3 separate regions of the Zea mays genome follow, and regions 2 and 3 are each linked to region 1. A link is a contact called in public Hi-C data. All regions are on one chromosome and are shown on one strand. The core of a region is the stretch at or near the end of the contact, and the rest is flanking DNA. Distances in the headings are between cores, read along the strand shown. Region 1 has its middle 38 kb from the start of LOC103636824. Region 2 has its middle 14 kb from the start of LOC103634934. Region 3 holds the start of LOC103634933.

Region 1 (4,005 bases), core at 460-2,959:
ATTACAGTCTGTAACCCTGCTTTATGGGAATATTCTGGGAATAACCTAGGTAGCTGAGGGCACATGCGTCCTTAGCACAAAGCGCTGGGCGCTCAGGTACCTATAAATACCCCCGCACAGTGCCCGTGAGAGGCCGGATTAACAGAGCTTTTGCCATCTAGCACGTAACCCTGTCAACGTCATCGTTCACCCCTGTTGGCCCCCCTTGCGAGTGAGAGCAAGTTCCAACACCCTCCAACTCCAATCTCTCTCTCTCTGCATTAGGGCATGCATGTCTTTTTATTCCAATGTGCTAAACTTTATTAGAGTAGTTCAGACACCCAAGAAGCTAAACTTTAGCATTTCAATTTATATGGCTAAAGTTTAGCAGGAAGCTAAAGTTTATCCCATGAGATTGAAACATGGCCTTAGTTTGATCCAATTAAATAAGGTATGAGCTATATATCTATATTAAACCTAACACAACGAGCATAATGAAGCGTATATGAAATATGAAGGAGCTTTGAATCTTTCAACTATTGTGTCAATTATTTGTTGCACGTGGATCAGATTAATTTGATCTTTCAGCTTGCACATCCATCGACCACTTGCCCTCCAGGCTACAGATGACCACATGAGTCGGTCTATATGGACCAGCACGAGGCACACTTATTTTGGCACGGACATGGCACGACACGACAGTAACTATGTCTGGCCAGCTCGAGGTTTATTATGGATCATATTTGGGCTTAGATACAAACCCATCGGACGGTATAAGCACTATCGACTCATTTAGCACGATACTAGACATAAATAGCCCATCAACTTGAGTACGACCTAGCACAACCCATCTGTGATCCAACTTTATCCCAATCTAACCCACCATATATTTATCCGTACCGAACCGTGCTTTGATCCGATTAAATCAGCACGACTCGTTGGTCACGTATACCTCCAGACCTACACTATGTATAGAGATGGCAATGGGTACCCGAAACCCGATGTGTTTTTACCCCATTAGGGTACGGGTTTGGATCAATTTTCATACCCATAGGTTTGTTAATGGGTATAAATGTATACCCGACGGGTTCATGGGTACGGGTTTGTTCTGATTGTACCCAAACCCGTGAACCCGTGGGTTTTTTAAACCCGACCAAACCTAATGCATATTGTCATTTTATTTTATAAACGAACAACAAACGTGTTATCTACCTATTTACTTCCTAATTTTTATCAAATAGTGAATGTATAAGTAGTTGGTGATAGTGTTGCTTGCTTGCTATTATAGTTATTACTAGCGTTATATATGTGGTGTGTATAACTTAGTGCAAGGTAACTTAATTATACAACGTATTATTTATATTTAATTCTCTCTACTAATATTATTTATACCAAATCATGAACTCATTGTTCATTATATAAACTTTGGACTATGATCTCATTAATCAGTACGATACTTATTGATTATAAAAAGAATAAGCATATTGGAGATAAAAACCCGCGGGTAACCCGTGAGTACCCGCAAACCCAATGGGTATGGGTTTGGGCAAAAATTCAAACCCGTCATGGGTACGGGTTTTTTAATAGGTGTAAATATTTTTCACGGGCACGAGTTTGGGATAGCAAAACCCGACGGATTTATATCCGTTGCCATCTCTAACTATGTACGAACCCGTAATGCGGTATTGGTAGGAACGTAGTGGTCCGTACGCAACTAACGAGCTTATGTAGTTGATGGGCTTGCTCATTTTACCTTGTTGGGCCGAAGCTATCTTCCTTTTCACTGTTTGGGCCCGTAATTGTTCTTGTTCTCGGCTAACGAACATCCAGCCGTAGTAGATACTCGTGTTCGTGTACGTACAACATATAACATGGTTCGAGGTGATTCTTAGAAAAAAAAATGGAGAGAGAGAACACCCGCGTGCATGCGCTTCCAATCCATTTTCTCATATGTACTACATTCTTCTGTGAATGGGTCTTATTCCTAGCCTTTTGAAATCCTAACGCATGCATATGAAATATATCGTGGGCCATATACAAAGTATAGTGTCGAACACTTAATTCTGGTGAATTTTAGCATCTACCAAGTAGTGATGGTCAGCAATGAATAAATCCATCAGTTCATACTTACCCCCCAATAATACACTATTTTTTTTCTTTACTAGATGTACGTACTCTCCTCAACAACCACCCCCATGCACGTGTATGGGCATGCCTAATCTAGTTAATTTTATATATCAAAGTAATCCAACTACATACAAATTAATGGTCTAGATCGTTATTTATCTCTCATATTAGTCATCGAAGATGCAAAGATCCATAATATCATTTGGATTATCTTGAGTCATCTATGTGTTTTTTATATTCGGCGAAGTCTTTACCAATTGCAGAAAAAATAGTCGACGAAGAATCATTTACCAATAAAATATTTATCAAGTATTCTTTGTTAAATATAATACTCAACAAAAACTTTGTCAAATAAAAAAGACATTTGCCGAGTGTTTAGAATACTCGGCAAAGAAGACCAGTCATGCAGCGTATCGGTAGTGTAAATCCGCGCCGTGTCTTTTTAATTTTAATTCATATAATTGAACGAACCGTTTGTTAAGCTGATGGCTTCGGACAAGTTGCGGTTTTCCTCTTCTCATTCACGAGGGAGAGCATTTTATATTCGCATGTAAAGCTTTGTCGTTCTCCGAATCAAACCGTTCCCTTTTCAAGTTTCCATGTGCTAGTCAGTCCTATGTAAAATGAAAAGGTCGTCTGTGGAAAACTTGCATTATATTGTTTACGTTTGTGTGGCAAGACGACTTTGTTCCATCCTTTTAGAAGTTCTTACGGCTTTGTGTCCTAGTAACTGATTATGTGTCGTCAGTTGTGTATGTCAAATAAAAGTCTATGGTAAATCGCATTATGTATGTATAGGGGTGGTATCTAGCTTTAAATTTTACACTATAAAGTTAAAGATCGGATCATATTAGAATCAGACCATATATATTTCTATTTAATTTTAAACTAAAAAATAACTAAGAACTAAGACGAATCATGAAGATATATTTGGATCATGATTATTACTACTGATCTATATATGTGTTAATGTGTACCTCTGCGACAAAGTTGCTTTCTTATCTTCATTATTTTCTAGCTAGCTAGCTAGGTTTCCGTGTAGTAAGTCTCCAGAGCCAACACAGATTACTTCAGAATTAATTAAATGTAAAACTGAGGTAGATATGGTGAAATCCTCACGAGTGGCCCACCGAAGAAGTATGGATGTATTTGGTCTAATGTCAAAGTACAATAAGGTGGAGCGACACCGTCTACTCGATTTTTTGAGACCATGCCGTCACTAAAAATTGCTTCGGTGTTCATATCGATCACTTCCGCGTGACTCTTATCTAAACATCATAGTAAACGTGGCCGCCTACTTCTTTTACTCCTTGTATGTCCAACAAAACACATACCCTATCTCCAATATATCTCCAGGTGGTTACGACAATTGAGCGTCCACCAGTGAAATGTGCAGCTGAATTAGTGATTATTATGCTATCATCTTACTTATTGCTATGGTTTTACTACTATTCCAAGTCTCCCAAGAAGCACTTTCTCAGTCAAGAAGTCGTTTTAGAGTAACAATACAAAATACTCTGCCATCCACACTCACCAGATTTTCTTTGATTTTCTGAGGAGAGCTCTCATCTCTGCAGCTTTTGTCCAGTAGTACGTAAGATAGCCTAGCCCCCTCGTACGTACCATTTTGACCGCCAAATTAATTAAGGCGAGCGCTGATAATATAATCTTTGCAGGAGCTAGAGTAGGTAAACTAAAAAAAAGAAAGAATCACAGAAGGGACACGAGTTAAATTACTTTTGCATTATTTTGTTTATCTTGATGGGGTTGGAACTTCCTGGAAACGTCGTATTCCGGCAGCTGCTGTCTGCAGGTCAGAGGACATGGACTGTTTACCACTGCATTGCATTATATTAATTATTCTGGCCGAGGGTAATTGACCACTAGCTACCACGGCAG
Region 2 (3,943 bases), core at 563-3,062, 170 kb after region 1:
TAATTAGGGGTACCCCAAACACTCCTAAACACGGCTGTTGAACACCTTCAGAGCAAACCATGAAGACAGACAGTTCGGGCCAAAGTCAAAGCTTCGTCTACCAAGGGACGCGATCTCGCCTCGTTCGAGCCCGGCCTCGAGTGGGAACAGTGGTCCCAGACGAATTCACGTCTCGCCCAAGGGTCTCCTCAGGCAGTGAGCGCACCCTCGGCTCGGCCAAAGACAAGCCTTGTCGTGCAAGCGACCTTGGCCAAATCGCCTTACCAAGCCGACCGTATTGCATGCGCATTTAATGCTGAGATCGCCTGACACCTTATCCTGACACGCGTGCCTCAGTCGACAAGGTCGAAGTGACCGCAGTCACTTCGCCCTTTCACTGACCGATCTGACAGGAAAACAGCGCCGCCTGCCCCGCTCCGGGTGCTGTGCCAACCACCCGGGTGAAACCGACAACAGCCAAGTTTAGCCTCAGGCGCAACAGGAAGCTCCGCCTCGCCCGACCATAGGCCTCGGCCTCGGGAGGAGATCTCCGCCTCGCCCGACCCTGGGCCTCGGCCCCAGCCTCGGCCTCGGAAGAGCCGCCGCCTCGCCCGACCTCAGGCTCGGATCGACCACGCCACAAGGGAAACATCATTACCCTACTCCTAGCTAGCTCAGGCTACGAAGGAACAAGATCGGCGTCCCATCTAGCTTACCCCGGTAACAGGCAATGATGGTTCCCCGCGTGTGTCCATGACGTCGGTGGTTCTCAAGCCCCCTACGGAAGCAATTAGACGTCAGCAAGATCCATGCAGCACCGATAGCTGTGCTTCTACAGGGCTCATGCACTTCTCCAACGGACACGTTAACACGAGCATAGCGACCAAGCACTTCCCCGCTGGCCACGTAGCACATAGCTACACCCCCATTGTACAGCTGGGCCATCTCCTTATGTCTATAAAAGAGGATGTCCAAGAGGCAGGGGGAGAGAGGCACGGCGGGACGAGGAGACGTACGGGGAGACAAGAGACGCACGGCGAGACGAGGAGACGTACGGGGAGACGAGAGACGCACGACAGGACGAGTAGACGTACGGCAAAGGGACGGGAGAAGATGAGCAGGGCCGGACCCCCCCTCTCTCTCTCTCGTGCTCGCTCTCTCGCTCTCGCTCTCTCGCAACGCTTGTAACCCCTACTACGAGCACACTGGTGCAGGATAATACAAGGCTCATTTTCCCTCTTGTGTTCCATCTCGCACCAACCCATCTGGGTAGGGATACGCAGCGACAAAATTTACTAGTCGGTACAGGGACCCTTCGGGTCCGAAACGCCGACAATAGTAGTTAACATAATGGTGTAAGTGCTATATGTTGAACTTGGTAGTCAAGGTTCGAGTCATGCTGATCTCGCCCGACTTGTCTTGCATGCATATGCATGGTGTGCCGCTCCCACATCATGACAAGAGGGTTAATTAATTGGATACATGCCCTAGAACTTTTCCTGTGGATCCGAGGGCTAATTAAGACTGTACAAATTTATTTAATATATGGTCTCTTAAGATGTTTTAGTGATTAATTGAAAAAAATATAAGAGATACATGTGTATTTATGATATAGAAGTTTAAAGTTATAAAAATTAATCGGGCATTTGTTGTACATGCCCTACCATGCATGAGAAAAGTGGTCGTCGCGTCTTTCCTTCCCGTCCAAATCGTCCGATCCGCCGGCGCCCGGCCCGGTCCGGCTTGGAATTCGTCGTTGTTATCATAGCGCGCGCGCTCATGCTCCATGCAGAGGCAGCAGCAGCCGAAGTAGCTCCGAACTTTCTCTGCGTGCGCAGGGGACAGAGACCTCACCAATTGATGTTGTAGCTTGTAATCTTGTGCGTCATGATCCGTTGACTGTCCGACCGTTTTTCCCCTTTTCTCTTGGTTGACGGACGATCCTCATGGATACGATGTCGCTACGTACACACGTACGTGTCCCATCCACCTTCACTAGCTCATGCTCCAAGGAAGCGAGAGTTGATTTTTATCAGGGATACACTGAACGTCACAATTATATATATATATATATATATATATATATATATATATATATATATATATATATATATATATATATATATATATATATATATATATTAGTTACCAGAGATACATTGCACAGTCGATTGAGATCAAACCGTCCTAGCTAGGCCCAGACACGCCGCGGTGACGTATCCATAATTTTACTATATCACCTAAAACTTACATATACATTGTATTTAATCAAACTATTCGACTAAACTATTTGATATTTCAGTAACACCCCGTTTGGATCATTAGAATTGAATTCCATTGTAATAATAATAATTTAGTCATATATCAATTAAACTAATTCGATTTTATACAAAAATATATTTATATATATTATTATTAGCAAGTTGTTTAAGATATTTATGTGCTACATTTTTACTATAAATGAGTGAGACGAAGAGTGTCATGTAAGTTACAGAGTAGAAACAAATTCTACTAATCCATAGAATCATTTCACATCCTCTACCCCATGAATTTAAGATAGGCCGGCTTATATCTAAACTTTATAAAGTGGTGGAATATCAAATTCCAAACTAAATAGGTTACTTTATTGAGTGAATTCTAATTCCTCTAAAATGAAGGGATCCAAACACCCCATAATAGTTTTAGAATTTAAACGTTATTTGGAATGCATACACTAAATTACATAATAAATCTTGTGTTTAAAGATTAAGTTAAAAACAATAATACTAAGTCTTAACTTTTAAAAAGATTAAGCTAAAAATATTCACAAACTATAACATAAAATAGATGAAAAGCTATATTAATAGTTTACAAATTGTAGTGTAGGCACGGAAAGGAGATTTATATAACTTTTAGCTTGAAATTTCTAAGATACACAATCAATGTCTTGATTTAAGTCTACACCTAACAGTCTAGCATTTAGAGACATCTCACGAGACGTGTCCGTCGAAGAATTTGAGCTATCGATTGTTGGATTATCAAATTTATGATTATTTTGTCCGTTAAGCAGGACATCACAATACTTCGTTAAATAGGACCTGAGACCATAGGCTTGAAAAACACACAAAAAACACAAGCTGTAAGACAATTAGTGCAATATTCTTTCTATATTAAACATTTTTAAATATTTTTTATTCGTCCCATAAACATTATATATATATATATATATATATAGTGTATACGTTACACATTATGAGGTATGCCAGAGATACACATACCTTCTAGCTACGCCACTAGCTACACTAGCTAGACGTCACATCGCTCGTATTTTATTGAACTTCTATTATTTTTTCCAACACCACCGTCAGTGTCATGCTCCATGACAGTAATTTTCACCGGCGAGAATTAGCTAATTTTCACAGGATATGATGATCAACGGAAAGTGGTCTGATTAATTTTCGTCCGATCAGCCGACAAAAACTATCATGCTTAATTTTCGTTGGATGACCATAGCCAATGGAAATTATCCTGTGCAGCTACAATTTTATTCTTTACATCTATCAACAAAAATTACATGTATCTATATTTATATATCTAATTACGACATATTTTTTCCACATGGCATCATATACATCTACAAATACATAGATCATCCACATCATATATCCATCACATAAATCATTCATATCACATTCATCATATACATCGTCCACATCATATATATCCATCATGTAGATCGTTCATATCGCAAACACCCACTACCGGAATCAGCTCCTTTGCCGTGTGTCTGAGACACACGGCAAAGGCTATTTTACACTCGGCAAAGAACGCTCGGCGAACTGTACATCGGCAACAGCCTCTTTGCCGAGTACTTTTTGTCGGGCACTCGTCAAAGACTTTGTCGAGTGCCATTTGGCACTCGGCAAAGAAAAGTCACCGTCACGGCGCCAAGTGACGGTGACGGATCCTTTGCCGAGTGCCTTCT
Region 3 (4,299 bases), core at 1,207-3,706, 220 kb after region 1:
TACATAGTGAAACGACAGAAAACTTGTCCGTTCGCTATGGACGGTTTCCTCGTCGTAGGAGAGAGAGAGAGGGATGCCTGTTCGGGAACAGGATTTATATTAAGGAATATTATTAACACTAATTCTATTAACTAATGACCGTCGATCTTGATTAATCTCCACCTTCGATATTAAGTGTGTTTCTTCCTCCGAATTTTTGACATGGACGAAATCTTTTTTTTCTTAACACAGGATAGCTAGCTAGAGATCATACACGTCTTCTCGGGATAGCAAACACGAATCGACTAAACGCATCATGTTGATGTTCACAATTACTACTGATCAAAGGGTTCACATGGTGATATGGGTGTGTGCGTCTTGTTATATGTCTACTCCATTATCCATGTCAGCACGTAACCTATATTTTTATAAAATCTCACTAGCTCACCATTATTTATTGCACCTAAGAACCAACCATTGCTAATCCCATACGCACGACGATTCAACGGAACGCACTGGTTGGTTGTTGCGCGTTCACCCGGACGATTTGTAGTTCGGGGTTTATATTTGTAGAAATTGGGAAAATATCTCACTCCCTTTAGGTTGGGTGGACCTTCCGCATAATTTGATTATTGAGGATGAGCGGAGAAGATTATATGATGTGGGCAACTATAAGACAGTCGAATCCTCAATTGCAGGATCAACCGTCACCCCTGAAGCACTAATAAGCTTTGAAGTCATCCTTTGATGGAGCATATTTAGGATCTGCACCATAGAAATTGTATTTTATTATTTTATGAGTTATGTGATTTTTTATTTTCTTCAAATAATGTTAGTTTTAGTTTTTATGCATTGTGTAGTTTTTATTTTTAATTTGGCCCGCATAATGTGTAATTTTCTTTACGAACTAAATGTCTTTTTGTTTGCTTATTTAAGTGTTCGATTAACTAAACTATTTTTCCATAAGAAAAACTATTGTGCAATCAAGCTTCTCAAGCCAACGTCGTGCAAAAAAATATCAAAAGTCATAAAAACTCTAAAAAATCTTTATATGCGTTTAGTATTTATTTTAACAATATACCAAATTTAAGTTTTCATTTTTATGTTAAGAGATACAAAAAGTTAAAATTCTATCATTTTTCAAATTTTCATATTGGATAGAATTTTTGTCTTGTTATATCTCTTAACTTATGATGAATTATAAATTAAAATTTAGTATATTGATAGAGTAAATAATAAATTATATCTATAATTTTTGAGATTTTTTTATAAGATGGTGTTTGGCAGAGCTCCCACAGCTTCGCTCCAAGCGAGAATCACTCTTGCCAAGCTAAATGATAAAAATCTGAGCTTCAAAGTGGAAGTGGAGTGAATCTTATCTCTACTTTGTACTAGAAAGTGTGAGAAAAAAAAAACTTACTTTCTACCACTTTCAACCTGCTCCTCACTCTTTAACCCCTCAGGAATCACTTCACAGCCTATGCCAAACGGTTTTCGTCAAATAGATTCATAGAGAACTCAGAATCACTCTATTAGAGAATCAACTCTCGGAGCTAGAGAATCATGAAGCTGAGCTCTACCAAACAAGTCCTAACTTTTGATAGTCTGACTGTATGGAAAATACACGGAAAACTTGGCTGCGCAATAGTATTTGATCTTTAGCATTTTTTAAAGTTTTACTCGGATTATCGCGCTATCTCACACAAAGTCACAAAGAGATGTGATGAGAGCTGCCGCATGATTCTCTAGCTTTGAGAGCTAATTCTTCAATAGAGATTCCAAATGATTTTCAAGTAGAAGTGAATTCAACAAAAATTGTTTGGCAAATTGTGTGTGAAGTGATTTATGAGGAGTTGTAGTGTGGGAAGCAGGTTAGGAGCAGCGGGAAGCAGGTTTTTTTAGCTCCCACTATAGTACAAAATCTATAGTACAAAATGAAGACCGGATTCACCTACTGCCACCATGGCTGCTCGGATTTATTGACCGACAAGGAAAATATTGCCTATATTTGCTGGTGCTTGCATCGTGAAATGCAATGAGCTGGTGTTTGGTTGTTGTCAACCAAGCTCTACTTGTGTGAGGTGTGTGTTTGATTACCTGCGTGCAGATATGGAGCCAGGCTCGCACGATACTCAAAGCGCCCTGGAGCAGGCTCTGCAGACGCGAGTAAATTGGTCGCATCTCTGGAGCTAGGCTCCCGTCGGTCTAGCTCATACAGGCACCGTCGGTCTAGCTCATACAAGCAGGCTACGGAGAGAAGCCAACCAAACATACCAATAGAGAATGTCCAGCTGCAGCTCGCTCATTGCAGTAAGTTCTAGAGATCATTCGGTTAGCTCGTGTGTATGTCTTAAGACCAATTTTTGTGTGAATTCAACAATACCTGTTTATTTCTATTTATTTTCTTTATTCAATGGTTTGTTCATCGATACAAAATGCCGTTGCTAGCGATTTTAGATACTCGAGTCCATTGCATGTGGAAATCTGTGCAGTGTTTATTACTCTATTAGGACTGGTTTGGCAGCCCAAAATCCGGCCGGTTTCCTGGCCTTTTCTCCTGGAAGAAAGCCCACCAGAAGATTGTCCTCGGATTATTCATGTGTGTCATTTGGCAGCCCAATCTCGTGCAGAGATTTGTCCCATTTTCCCGTCGGAAACAACCCTGGCCTTAGGAGGCCAGGCGATTCTCCGCCGCCTCGTCTCGTCTTCGCTATGCACCACGAGCGCCTCCGCCGCTCCAACGCTCCAACGCTTGAGCGCCTCCAACGCCACTCCAACGCCACGAGCGCCTCCGCCGCTCCACCGAACAACTCCAACGCCACTCCAGCTCTTGCAGCAGTAGAACTCTACTGCAGCCAGGTACGCGTGTTTCTGAGCCGGGGGCGCGGGGGTTAAGCCGGGGTCGCGGGGGTTAGCAAAGATTTCATCGATTGGTTTCTGCCGACCTGCATCTTCGTTTGATTCTGGTTTGCCTCTCTGATCCAGCTACGACACCCTGCGCCTGCCGCACTAGGTACATTTGATTCTGGTTTCTGCCGCACAAGATCCGCTACCTCTTGGACCCGGACATCTACACCGACGGCAGGATCTCCGTGCAGGGCATCGACGCCGTGCTCTTCGCGCCGGACGACGCCAAGGCCACGCAGACCGTCGACCCGAACAGGAAGCCTCCTACCATCGTCACCCACAAGAAGAAGATCAAGCTCCGGCGAGGTCAGTACCTACCTACCTTCAGATCTGGACCTGCTCCTTTGTGTCCTCCGTCGACCTGAACAGGAAGTATCCCACCACCGCATTGTCCTTTTTTCAATAATAGCACCGAAATTTACAGTTCGTAATATCTAGATTGGGGAGGTCATTACATCAAAAAAAAGATTGGGGAGGTGTGTAGATTAATTTCACAACTGATCGCTAGCATCAATCAATGCCAGTTCATCTATTGCTCAACCTCAGTATTGGCCAACGTGAAAACATGGAGGTGAAGTGAAGCAAGTGGTAGTTGAGCATATGCTGGTGGTTGGTTGTCTTCATGAACATCTCTTTGATGGCTGATACCATTCCTGGGACTGCAAGCCAACACTGTCCTTTAACCCATGACCCATGAGCAACAATTTCTTCTTAACAACAGAGCATGATGTTAGAGAAATTTGGCTTCAAGCGCAAAATTAGGTATGCCATAACTTGAATCTACTAAGCATGCAATATTGTAGACTACAAGCATATAATATCATTTTTATAAATGTAGGTTGCTTCGTGGGAGTGATGCATGGCCTGAACAAATGATATGAGCAAATTTGGTATGTTCTTTCAAGCATCTTTATTTCAAATTTTACTTTAAATTACAATCTTCTCACCTAGAGCTAGTTGGCAATGGCTATATTTTTCTGCTGAGATCATTTAAGCTCTACACTTTGAGATATTCTAGATACTATAGTTGTTATTTGTTCCCTTGTACTAATCCTAGTTACATGTTATCTTTTTTCAGACAACTGCAGTTCTGTTATGGTGAATGGTGATTGTAGTTCAGTTTCAGCTCTAACCTATGAAAAATTGAATGGCAGTTGCACTAATCTGTTGGTGGAATGATTTTCCCAGTAATTTCCTGGACAAGCAGATCACTGAGAACCATCTACCTTATGAGAAATGATGCCTTGTATGGTTCAGTATAGTTCTTGTATTGCTGGTTTAAATTAATTCTTGTATGGCAGTTGCACTAAACTGAATGGCAGTTGCACTTTGAGATATTCTTCTATTGTTGGTTTAAAACCATGGTGACTTTCTTGTATGCATTCTGTATGCATTCTTGTTTAAAACCTGGTT

What was found. Hi-C and Micro-C count contacts between places; a contact is called where the count stands out from the background.
Region 2: a Hi-C map of tassel shows a contact between it and region 1, with 2.0 times the contacts expected there. The contact joins two enhancer-like sites. A contact is called at or near these places in 2 of 25 Hi-C or Micro-C datasets (ear and tassel).
Region 3: a contact with region 1 is called in a Hi-C map of ear, with 6 times the contacts expected there. The contact joins the promoter of LOC103634933 here to the enhancer-like site in region 1. A contact is called at or near these places in 4 of 25 Hi-C or Micro-C datasets (ear, leaf and tassel).

What each region holds. Positions count from the first base shown.
Region 1 is chr8:22,684,760-22,688,764 of Zm-B73-REFERENCE-NAM-5.0, reverse strand. No RefSeq gene overlaps it. Among protein-coding and RNA genes, the nearest start is that of LOC103636824, 38 kb to the right of the region's middle. Within about 2 kb of position 1,709, at least 10 of the 20 cell types and tissues checked have an H3K27ac peak or open chromatin away from gene starts, as enhancers often do. A contact at or near this core is called in ear, leaf and tassel, where this site is marked.
Region 2 is chr8:22,510,875-22,514,817 of Zm-B73-REFERENCE-NAM-5.0, reverse strand. No RefSeq gene overlaps it. Among protein-coding and RNA genes, the nearest start is that of LOC103634934, 14 kb to the right of the region's middle. Within about 2 kb of position 1,812, at least 13 of the 20 cell types and tissues checked have an H3K27ac peak or open chromatin away from gene starts, as enhancers often do. A contact at or near this core is called in tassel, where this site is marked.
Region 3 is chr8:22,464,711-22,469,009 of Zm-B73-REFERENCE-NAM-5.0, reverse strand. It overlaps LOC103634933, which reads left to right and starts at 2,456. Exons shown (of 5, transcript XR_557015.4): 1 at 2,456-2,838; 2 at 2,993-3,192; 3 at 3,411-3,648; 4 at 3,725-3,776; 5 at 3,965-4,299. It also overlaps a transcript of LOC100280975 not described here.